Regions from separate parts of the Mus musculus genome. Here all the other regions are linked to region 1. Evidence: chromatin contacts called from public Hi-C data. All regions are on one chromosome and are shown on one strand. The core of a region is the stretch at or near the end of the contact, and the rest is flanking DNA. Distances in the headings are between cores, read along the strand shown. Region 1 has its middle 54 kb from the start of Rubcnl. Region 2 overlaps Siah3 (siah E3 ubiquitin protein ligase family member 3). Region 3 holds the start of Siah3 (siah E3 ubiquitin protein ligase family member 3).

Region 1 (3,297 bases), core at 217-2,716:
TTCACAGATATTGGAAATCCTGGAAACTTGAAATAATTAGCAAATTGCCCAGAGAGTTATTAAAAATAATTTTCATAAGGTGGCACAGAAGTTTGAGGGTCCTGATGGCTGCTCATGCCGCAGGAACTAAATCCCTGTTAGTCGTGGTTGTGATGCTTCTTCGTGAAGCAGAGGTTAGCTGCCCTCAGTCGACATCCTGACCACCCCTGAAATGCCCCAGAGAAGATGCATTTCAGCAGGGGGCCCCGATGAGCCACCTATAGGCTCCATCTGAAGTAGAGATGTTGCCAAAACAGCCAGGTTGCCTTGGGAAGGAAGTATGGTGTGGAGGAAGGGGGGGGGGGGACGACACGGGTCGGGTGGAGAGTGGGTGAGGGTGGAGGGTGAAGAGGCGTGGTGTGGGGGTGGCGTCAATGGTGAGGTATGCGAGGAGTAGAGGGTGGTGTGGAGGGCGAGGGTGAAGGCTAAAGTGTCCCTCTGTGGCAGACAGAAAGGGCTCCCACCCCAAACTCACCCTACACCTACATCCAAATCCCTGGAGCATGCGCTGAGGTCATGCAACCCGCAATTGACGGAACTGGAGTTCCTGGTTGAATTAACATTTCTGGTCAGCTGACCATGCAGTAGGGAAGCCACCACCAGCACTAACCCACCAGCATTAACCCCAAGACCCCCATTTCAAGCTTCGGAGCTTCGGAGTTGTGAGCTGCTAAGGTCGTGATTCATTCGAAGCCACTGGTTTGTGGTTGTTACAGCAGCAACAGGAAACTCCTGCCATCTGAGTGTGTGACTGCCTTCGCAGAGCAGCTGCTTCATCGCCTTTTCAAGACACGCCCCTTGGAGAGCCCCTTGGTAGTGTTATGGTATTCACTGGCAGAATCTTCTGGAAAAACAAGCTGGTCAAAGCAGGAAGGCTGCTTCTGCAGTGTCTTCCTCCTAGCCTGCTGTTTCCTCCTTTAAGGTGTTCTGTTTACAGATGGACCCAAAGATGATAGTTTGCATTTGATGACCATGGCACTTACAATTCAAATGTAGTCTAAAAGAGCTGGGAATTTGATTTTTTTTTCTTCCCTTGCCCGATCACTAATTTTAGAGACACAATCGTTGCAGAAGGCATTGATCTTTTGTGCTGCACCAGATATTAGATATTATTTGCCAGGAAAGGGTTGAGGGAGGGCAGCAGGGAGGGGCCACGGGGGTTGGCAGACTGTGGTTTCTACTGCTTGCAACACCCATCAGTCATCCTGCTTGATGCAACTTGCGGAAGCCCTAAGAACGGCATGGCAAGGGGGGAGGGGAACAGCAGACCCTCTGTAGTGGGGAGCTCAGCCCCTGACTGGTGGACCTGCTTTCTTCAGAATAAACTTAAGTGTTGGGTTTTGGTGACTATTTATGGAGGTTCACACAGTTACTGTCATGGCTGGGACACAATACTGTGGCTTGCACTAGGACAACCATACAGACCTGCAAGACTCAAGCTAGTTCTGACACATGCAAGCCCACATGTTTCCTGTCACCTATGTCTGTTCTCGGAGGCAGTATCTCGGTAAGGAAGGTTGAGGAGAGCCAACGACTGTCCAGTTTCTCAGGGCCTACCAGAGGGTTCCCTTTTCTGCAACAAGCCACAGGAGGAGGAAGGATTGGTACATTAAGGTTTCCCTTTCTTTAAAACCTTTCCCCTCCCCTCTCCTCCCATTTTGTCCCCTCCCCTCCCTTTTTGTCCCCTCCCCTCCCCCTCAAGACAAACCATGTAGGCCAGCCCCAAGTAGAGGATGTCATGTCTTAGTGGGATTCATGCTGTATTTATGCTTCATAAAATTTAAAAAGTTTATAAAGTTAAGCTACCAGAAAATGGAGTTGAATATAAGAAAAATTCCAGTAGCCACATGGAGATACTGTTTCCTCCATAATGGATCAGTCAATATTTTCCAAGATTCGACTCAGTTTGGAGGCTCAGTAGGATGGGAAGGGGAATAATGTCACCTTCTAAGGTACAACTTGGAGGGGTCAAAAGGTTTGCGGAAAGAAACCAGCGTTCTGTAACAGAGGCTCAACCACACTTCTATGTATCGCTCTGTTATCTTGCTGTTCAGGGTCTGCTGTTTCCTTACTTGATAAAGTTACCTGTAAAACAGAGATGTGAGCTTGAAGTGTTTCACTGAGTGGCGAGAGAAGCAGGTAGCATCCGCCAATCCTTAGGTATGATTTTTGATGAAAAAGTATCAAAGGTCTTTCTAGTTGAAATTTGCTACAGTGTGTCGGCGCAGAGGCCTGGAGCCCTGTCTGCCAGTGAACCAGAAAACTGTTACAGCCAGGGAGGCTTGGCTACCTATGCCTTGGAGCCCGTCGCCCACTCAATTCCCATTGGATTTTTAAATAGATTTCCTGAGATGTCTGAAAATTATGTAAATTAGAGGCCAGGGTCCAATTTAGAGATAATGTCATAAAAAATTAAGAATCTCTTTGAATAAGAGAATGACACATGCCTTTGAGGGAGGGGGATAAATCTAGTGTGTTTCTTCAGGACCAGGGAACATTCAGGCACCTGGAATTGTGTGTCAAGAGTGTGTTCAGCAGCCTCCCACTGAGCACTGTGCTGAGACTAGGATTTGGGTCTGTTTAGTTTTCATAGGACTTTGAAGATGGGAACCTTGCTGGTTCTTAATGAAAGGGTACCCTGATTGCTTGGGGCTGGCTGGTATGGAATGGGCTGTGGTTTAGATAGTGTGCCAGTCAGACTTTGTGTTGCTGTGACCTAAATAAAACTACCACACAGAAGAATTCCTCATTTCACTCACACTTTCTGAGGTTTTTGGCGCTCGTGGTGACAGAGTGTGGTGGGGCAGAATTGTTCAACTCGAGGCAACCAAGCAAGCAACATGGAGGAGCGGGAAGGTGCCAGGACAAGCTTATCGCCAATGGTCAGGCTCCCATGATCCGCTTCCTTCAGCTCCGCCTCACCTCCCACTGCTCACCACCTCCCAACGGCACCATCGATGGTATGAGAGTCTGATACATCCCTTGTCAGAGCAGTCATGATCTAAACATGTCTGGAATGCCGTCACTGGCGCCGCCCGAGGTGTGCTTTATCAGTCTCCTGGACGTTTCTCAGTCCAATCTTAAATTGAGAGTCAAGAGAGATCATGACAGCCCTGCCGAGAGGCGAAGAACCAGAAAGAAGCTAAGGCTACTTGGGAAGTCTGCAAACACTGCGTGATAGGAACCCAAGGAGAACAAGAGATGGAGGGGCCCCAAGCTGTGGTATTGGGATGAGATGGAAGGGATTTGTCAAAACGG
Region 2 (3,297 bases), core at 230-2,729, 440 kb after region 1:
AGGCTTATTATAGAGGGGTATGAAAACCAGTAGGCCCAGAAGAAAAACACATGTATTTGTGTCTTCTTACTTAAAAATAGAGAAAGAGAGAATGAGAGAGAGAGAGAGAGAGAGAGAGAGAGAGAGAGAGAGAGAGAGGTAAGAGAAGCTGCTTTGGAATTGCACATGAAAACCTCATTAAGCTAAATAGTAGAAAATTATGAGCAGCTATAAAAATGGATAATTTATTAATTAAAGCTAAGTTCTTTACTAACAAATGAATTTAAATACTGTGAGAAGGAACGAGATTAAGGAACTTCCTATTCTGTGGATAAGAATTCCCTCAAGGCTCTGCTCTCCCAGTCCCCCTGTGCATTCCTGCTTTACCAGCTGTCTGCCGGGCTCGGTGTGACTACTAATCAGGCAGCTATCCAACTGGAGTACAGCCCCATTACCTCTATTGTAAAGGGACAATGGAGCCTAGTGGGACTTAGAGGTCGTTAAAGAATCAAAGACATACAGGGGGAAGGCTGAAGTCTTTTAGAACCTTCTCCTTGACCCCTACAAGGATTTCGGGGGCTTTTGTGAGGTGAGAAGGGACTCCCAGGTCTGACCAAGTGGTCAAGGGAGTGAGTGACCCTCTTACCCACCCTTCAAGCTCCAACTTTCCTGAGAGCTAGCCCAGACTCCCCTCAGAGGCCACGTTTGCATTTTAACAAAGTTGTATAGGTGATCTGTGTGCGCACTGCACAGGGTTGAGGACTGTGGGTCTAGCTCACAGAGTAGTTAGTGAAAGGGGCTTTCTGGTGCTTGTGAAACTGCTAGGATTGCTATATGTGATTTACACACGTGTGAACTTTGGGATGGGGTGAGCTGTAGATGTGTCCTCCACTCCACTGATTCCCTTAGGTATGAGGTGGAGAGAAAGGAAGTAAGCCAGCTGTCCTGGATGATCCTAGGGAACTCAGGTGCAGGTTGTCATACAAGACAAAGAACTTCAGCCTTGAGAAGGCTGAACTAGAGACTGAGGACTTCATCTCTAATTAAGAGAGCAGGCCTTTTTGGAGTCTAGAAACTGCATAGAAAATGAACACTCTCCAATAGGGAGGACAAAATAGACCAAGGTGGAAATGAGCCATGGTGGATTCTGGGAAGAAATAACTATATGGGGACAATTTGAATTGCCTTGAAGTCGCACCAACTAATTATCTTAAACACTAATAAACTTGTCCCTTAGAGACACATCGCAACTGTAATAACTCAAAGATGAGCAGCAGATGAATGAGTTACTTGGGACTGGATGGATGGCTAAGCTCCCAAGCCCAGAGGGCAGCAATTTCCCCTTCTCCCTTCCTACCTCCCTGAAGCCTGATTTTTATTAAATATGCACCTAGCATCTGGCAAAGATCTAGACTTAATAAAACACCTGCCCCACCTCACTTACAAGGATGCTTGATGCTATCAGTAGCTCTTTGAGGATGCACAGTTCCTCGGGTTGGGGTGAGGGGAGCCACTTCTGCAGTGAGGTGTTTATTTCCTGAGCTGAGCCCTTTAGACTAGTCTCAGAAAGGAACTTTCTGGCTCTAGGACCACAAGACAAGGTCTGTACTCTCGCCGGCAGGGCTGTGGGCTTCTTCAGTGCCTGTCTTCCAACTTTCCAGGTCCTATGGCTCTCTAGAACTGACCTACAAGGTTCTTGGTCTCCATTGTTCTCATCCAAGTGTGACTCTCAGGCCCTTATTCCCATCCCCCAGCTAGGTATTAATGTCACAGGCAACCAGATAGAACCTCCAACAGAGGAGCCAAAGGAACGGGGAAGGTGAAAGACCTAAATTCTTAATCCAGTTAGTCCCATTTATCAGTGACCTGGAGACAATAGCCACACATACACCTCTCCCCCATTTTTCTGTTCAAGAGCCCTGAAGGAGAAACACTCAAGGAAGAGATAGCTGAGGAGGGTTATGCGAGGATGAATAGCCCGATTTGTTCATAGGCTTCTCTGAACTGGCAAAGCAGCCTTGCCTTAAACAAATGCTTGACAATGGTAATGATGACCATGACAAGGGTAGTGGTGAGGGTGTTGGTTATGGTGGTAGTGGTGAGGGTGGTGATGAGGGTGGTGGTAGAGCTTTCATTTGTGAATTACAAATTTCATTACAGGGCCATGCTATTTCACACACACACACACACACACACACACACACACACACACACACACACAAACCTTTTCCTCCAATGCAGGCTTAAGTTCAAATAACCACTTTAGGCTTTCTTAAGAATTTATCCTTATAGTGGGATATGTGCCCTGTGATCAGGACTGCTAGGCTTGTTCTGCTCATTGTAGCCAGGATGCACTGTCTAGTGGTCAGGTGGACATACTCATTGGAAGACTTTAGCTGATGACAATATTAATCCCAGCTGAAATTATGAAGAGTCTTTAAAGGATATTTAGGAAGGGCATTCATGATTAATTATCTCCTCTACTTTAGGGTATAATTCTAGAAATTATGGAAAGAGCATGTCATCAGCTCTGCCCCAATCAACCAGCTGTGGCTTTCTTACTTTGGTCTCTAGTGTGACACAACGTTCTCTGAATCTCACTCAGTCCTTCCCCACACTCTGTGCAATCTTATAATTCCCACTTTGTAAATCAGGAATCAGAAGCATGAAGAGGTTAATTAAAGAGTCCAGGATTCATACCTATATTAGTATGACTTCAAAAATCAATTTTCTTTCTATTCTACATCCCTGATTTCACATCCACTTTTGATAACAGGGCACATATCCCATTTTAAGGATAAATTCTTATGAAAGCCTAAAGTGGTTATTTGAACTTAAGCCTGCATTGGAGGACAGGATGTGTGTGTGTGTGTGTGTGTGTGTGTGTGTGTGTGTGTGTGTGTGTGTAATAGCATGGCTCTTTGTTCAAGCTTTGTGTGATTCTGGTTGGTAGCATGGGCTGAGGGGTGACAAGTGTCCTGGGAAGAGCCTCTGAGCTACATCCAGGCCAGAGTGTAGACACCATGTCTTCTGATGGTTGCATCACCTCCAGTTTCACATATCCAGGCAAGAGTGAAATACTAAGGTAAGAAATCAGAATTCTGATCAGAAACCCCAGGAAGGTTGGAGAAGGAGCCCTTGTTTTTCCCTCCGTTTTGCTGTTGGGGTCTTTAAGAAGCCTTTAAGGAATGTGTGCTTGCAAGCATGAGTTCATCCAGGGTGGGATATCTGGAGACAAACGAGGAGATAGGCTTAGTCAGGTCTAATGTTATATCCTAGTGAACCGTCCATCACCTGAAGTGCGCTGGCTGAGCTTTA
Region 3 (3,297 bases), core at 250-2,749, 390 kb after region 1:
TATCTCTTGCAGTGTGGGCCCTGTGACACCAACACATGTGACTTTTTGTCATCAAGACAGATGTTGTCATGTACAAAGTTCATACTGTCAACAGTGAGGTAGAGTGTTGTGTGTGTGTGTTTTGTTTTGTTTTGTTTTGTTTTAGTCTCACGATGCTTCAAGCAAGTTTACAATTTTGTGCTGCTTGACTGTGTTTGTAGATATCCTGGAGACGTGTGTGAGGGTCCAGGAAGGAGCCACAGCCTCATACCAATGGCTTCAGCTCAGTCTATCTGACCACTCAGTGTAGAAGCAGCCAAAGAACTAAAACTCACTATTCCCAGTTCTTGGGCTTTCGTGGCAGAGACTAAATAAACCATGGAACTTATTCCCTGCAAGCCCAAAGCCTTTAGGAGCTGTCCTTCAGGACCCTGTGGGTGGCCTCAGAGCCTGCCCCGGCACGGGGTTGGCAGTGCTCTGTGGCAGCTACTGACTAGACTGGTCTCTGCCTATCTGCGCTGCTGCTGTTGCTGCTGCTGCTGCTGCTGGCATTCAGACAAACAAGTGTTGTGCTGTGTGTATTCCTAATCTCTATTTTAATGTCTCCAACAATCTACTGGTTAATTAGCAATTTGCTGCCCACAAATATGCAAATGAGTGACAAGCCTAGGTTCTCTGCATCTGTAATTATTCTGCTGATGTACAATCCACTTTCTTCCCCCTGTAGGTTTTTCTATGTGTGTGTGTTCGTGCATCAGGGATTTCATTATTTTTAGAAGCGTGCTCTGTGCATCTTTATGCTTTAATAAAAGAGAGTTCAGTGATTACTGTATTTTGAAATATATATACTATATGCATGTCCCTCCTCAATTCCAAATTCATCTGTCGGATTCTTTTTTTCTTAAAGAACAGTGAGTTTAGATTTATCAAGAGGCTACAGTCCAAATTGCAGAGAGTCAGAGCATAAGACTGAAAGATACACATTTCTGCGGCTGCCAAATTCTTATCTTGAATCAGTATCTTGTAGTATTTGATTTTCTCCAGGCAGCTCCGTGAGTAGAGCCACAAGCTGACGACCCCATCTGCCTGTTGGAGCACAAAGCTTTCCTGTTTGGAGGTGGAAATGTTTTATATTTTTTTCCTTTTTTGGATGGGGGTTTTGTTCAGGGCACTAAGAAAGGCTCTCATGTTAAATTAAGTCAATTAATAAATGGAGACACATTAAGCAATCAATTTTGTCAGCCTATCTCCCCAGCATTATGTATGGTTGGCTGTAATCACAAGATAAATGCAGTGTGCTGATCTATGGTAATGTTCAATAATACATTCTCCGCCAGGCTCAATTCATCAGGGAGTTTCAGTAGGGGAGGTATTTGTTATTGGCTGTCTCTGAACCTCAAGGATAACATTTCTGTCCTTTTGATTGGCTGCCTCGCTGCTGCAAGATTCTAACCGTCTTATTTTGATGATGAATATGAAGGCGCGCTAAGCCGGGCTGGAACGGAGAGTCTCCGAGGCTGTGCTCCATTCAGAGCCCAAGGACTTACAGCTTCCTCCGCTGCCTTCCTGTGTCAACAACCCCCCAAAAGTTGTGATGCTTTTCTTTACACAGTGCTTTGGGGCTGTGTTGGATCTCATTCACCTCCGGTTTCAGCACTACAAGGCTAAACGGGTTTTCTCTGCTGCTGGGCAACTTGTCTGTGTGGTCAACCCCACGCACAACCTAAAGGTGAGTCGCTTCCTCTCGTGCTTTCTGCCATCTCCGCGGGGGCTCTAGCCTTTTCTCAGGAGACTTCTATCAGGGAGCTCATGCAGGCAGTTTGCTGGTGCTAGGATCCCGGGGTCTCAGGGGATGCTTGCCTCATGCTCGCTCTCTGGATAGCTTGGTGCTGTTACTGTGACTGTGTGGTGTTTTCTGGACTGGCAAGCAACCAGAAGAGCAGGCATATAGTGTCTTCCTCACACGGTCCTCCGAGGGGAGTCAGGGGAGTCGGGGGTGGAGGGGCAGAGGGGGCAGGGGGAGGGGCAAAAGGGAGGGTGAAGGGAAGAGAAGGGTAGAGGTGTCCTTACCTCCCTCCCAAGCATTTGTGGGCCAGTGCCGAGGAGAACAAAAAAAATCTGAAAAGTTACCCAAATTGCTGTCTGTCCCGCCGGTCAGTGCAATGCAAGGATTTGGCTGTGCAGAAGTAGCTTCAGGACTGGGGAGCTCTGATACAGGACCCGGGAGTTGGCAAGGGGCCGTTTCTGCAAGAGTTAGCCCTTGTCCTCAAACTGTGTCAAAGTGTGTGTGTGTGTGTGTGTGTGTGTGTGTGTGTGTGTGTGTGTGTGAGAGAGAGAGAGAGAGAGAGAGAGAGAGAGAGAGAGAGAGAGAGAGACTGTCTGTCTGTGTCTGTCTGTCTGTCTGTCTGAGTTGCTGGGAGGAGTTTAGCTCCTTTCCCTCCTGCCAAGGAGATGTGAGCCTCCTCTGAGAGCAGTCAGAGGAGGGCTTCGCTTCAATTGTGTAATAATGAAACCAGCTAGGAGCTGCAGCGGCTGCCTGGAGCCTGCAGGCGGCTGGCTGCTGAGCTGCCTGCCAGTGGCTGCCTCACCTGCTCGCTCGGTGCTGCTTTCACCGTGTTCATCCCTTCACGTCAATGTTCTAAGCCAAAATGCAGGGCCAGAAGGACCTCTCCATGTCAGGGTGCAGATGAGGAAATTAATGAAGAGACACTGCCTAGGGATGCCGGGGAGGTGGGGAGTGGGGAAAGGGCATGCTGGGACAGCGCAACTGAACTCCCTGGAGGTGGAATGGTCTGAAAATCAACTAAAACGCAGGACTCTAGATTAGATTGCCGCTTGCTTGCCTACCTTCACTGTACTGGGAGACTGAGGGACAGGGGGAGGGGCTGTGTCTGCAACTGAGTGTGGGACTGTCTCCTGGAGACCGAAGCTGTGATTCTGACCACTGTGGTCCAGCAGTGTTGAGCGATGCTTGTGGTGGGTGCGATGTCGATGTTGTACAATAAACTCTCATGATCAGATGCATGGTCCTTAATCCTCTTGCTGCAGACCTGTGTTTATAAGCGTTCCCCACCTCCATTCCTGGAAGTCTTTAAACTGACAGCTGTCTGGAGCCTCTGAGGTCATATTCCAGGGGCAACGTGATGGAGGGGGTGTGGACTCCACTGAGACCCCAACTGGCTTTCTGTGACAAATCTCGCCAAAGCATTCATGTGTGCTCTCACTGCCTTACGCTCGTTCATCTCTTTCCTCTTCTGGTTTTATTTTTTTAATGGCTTGATTTTATAAATGAGAATTCTCTTCCAGTCATCCTTGGCA

What was found. A called contact is a pair of places that touch in the nucleus more often than the background predicts.
Region 2: a contact with region 1 is called in a Hi-C map of Th1 cells, with 2.4 times the contacts expected there. The contact joins two enhancer-like sites.
Region 3: a contact with region 1 is called in a Hi-C map of Th1 cells, with 2.3 times the contacts expected there. The contact joins the promoter of Siah3 here to the enhancer-like site in region 1. A contact is called at or near these places in 4 of 39 promoter capture datasets (cranial neural crest, embryonic stem cells and stem cell-derived epiblast-like cells), 5 of 484 Hi-C or Micro-C datasets (B cells, CD4 T cells, CD8 T cells and 2 more) and 1 of 115 datasets of contacts at active chromatin or transcription factors (effector CD8 T cells).

What each region holds. Positions count from the first base shown.
Region 1 is chr14:75,068,260-75,071,556 of GRCm38.p6, forward strand. No RefSeq gene overlaps it. Among named protein-coding and RNA genes, the nearest start is that of Rubcnl, 54 kb to the left of the region's middle. Within about 2 kb of position 1,467, at least 123 of the 459 cell types and tissues checked have an H3K27ac peak or open chromatin away from gene starts, as enhancers often do. A contact at or near this core is called in B cells, CD8 T cells, Th1 cells and 2 more, where this site is marked.
Region 2 is chr14:75,504,917-75,508,213 of GRCm38.p6, forward strand. The region is part of intron 1 of Siah3 (siah E3 ubiquitin protein ligase family member 3); the gene reads left to right. Among named protein-coding and RNA genes, the nearest start is that of Gm35966, 19 kb to the right of the region's middle. Within about 2 kb of position 1,480, at least 33 of the 459 cell types and tissues checked have an H3K27ac peak or open chromatin away from gene starts, as enhancers often do. A contact at or near this core is called in Th1 cells, where this site is marked.
Region 3 is chr14:75,454,483-75,457,779 of GRCm38.p6, forward strand. It overlaps Siah3 (siah E3 ubiquitin protein ligase family member 3), which reads left to right and starts at 1,500. Exons shown (of 2, transcript NM_001128093.1): 1 at 1,500-1,708. The coding sequence starts at 1,574. Gm41212 (a long non-coding RNA gene) reads right to left here. Exons shown (of 2, transcript XR_874827.2): 1 at 2,110-3,297.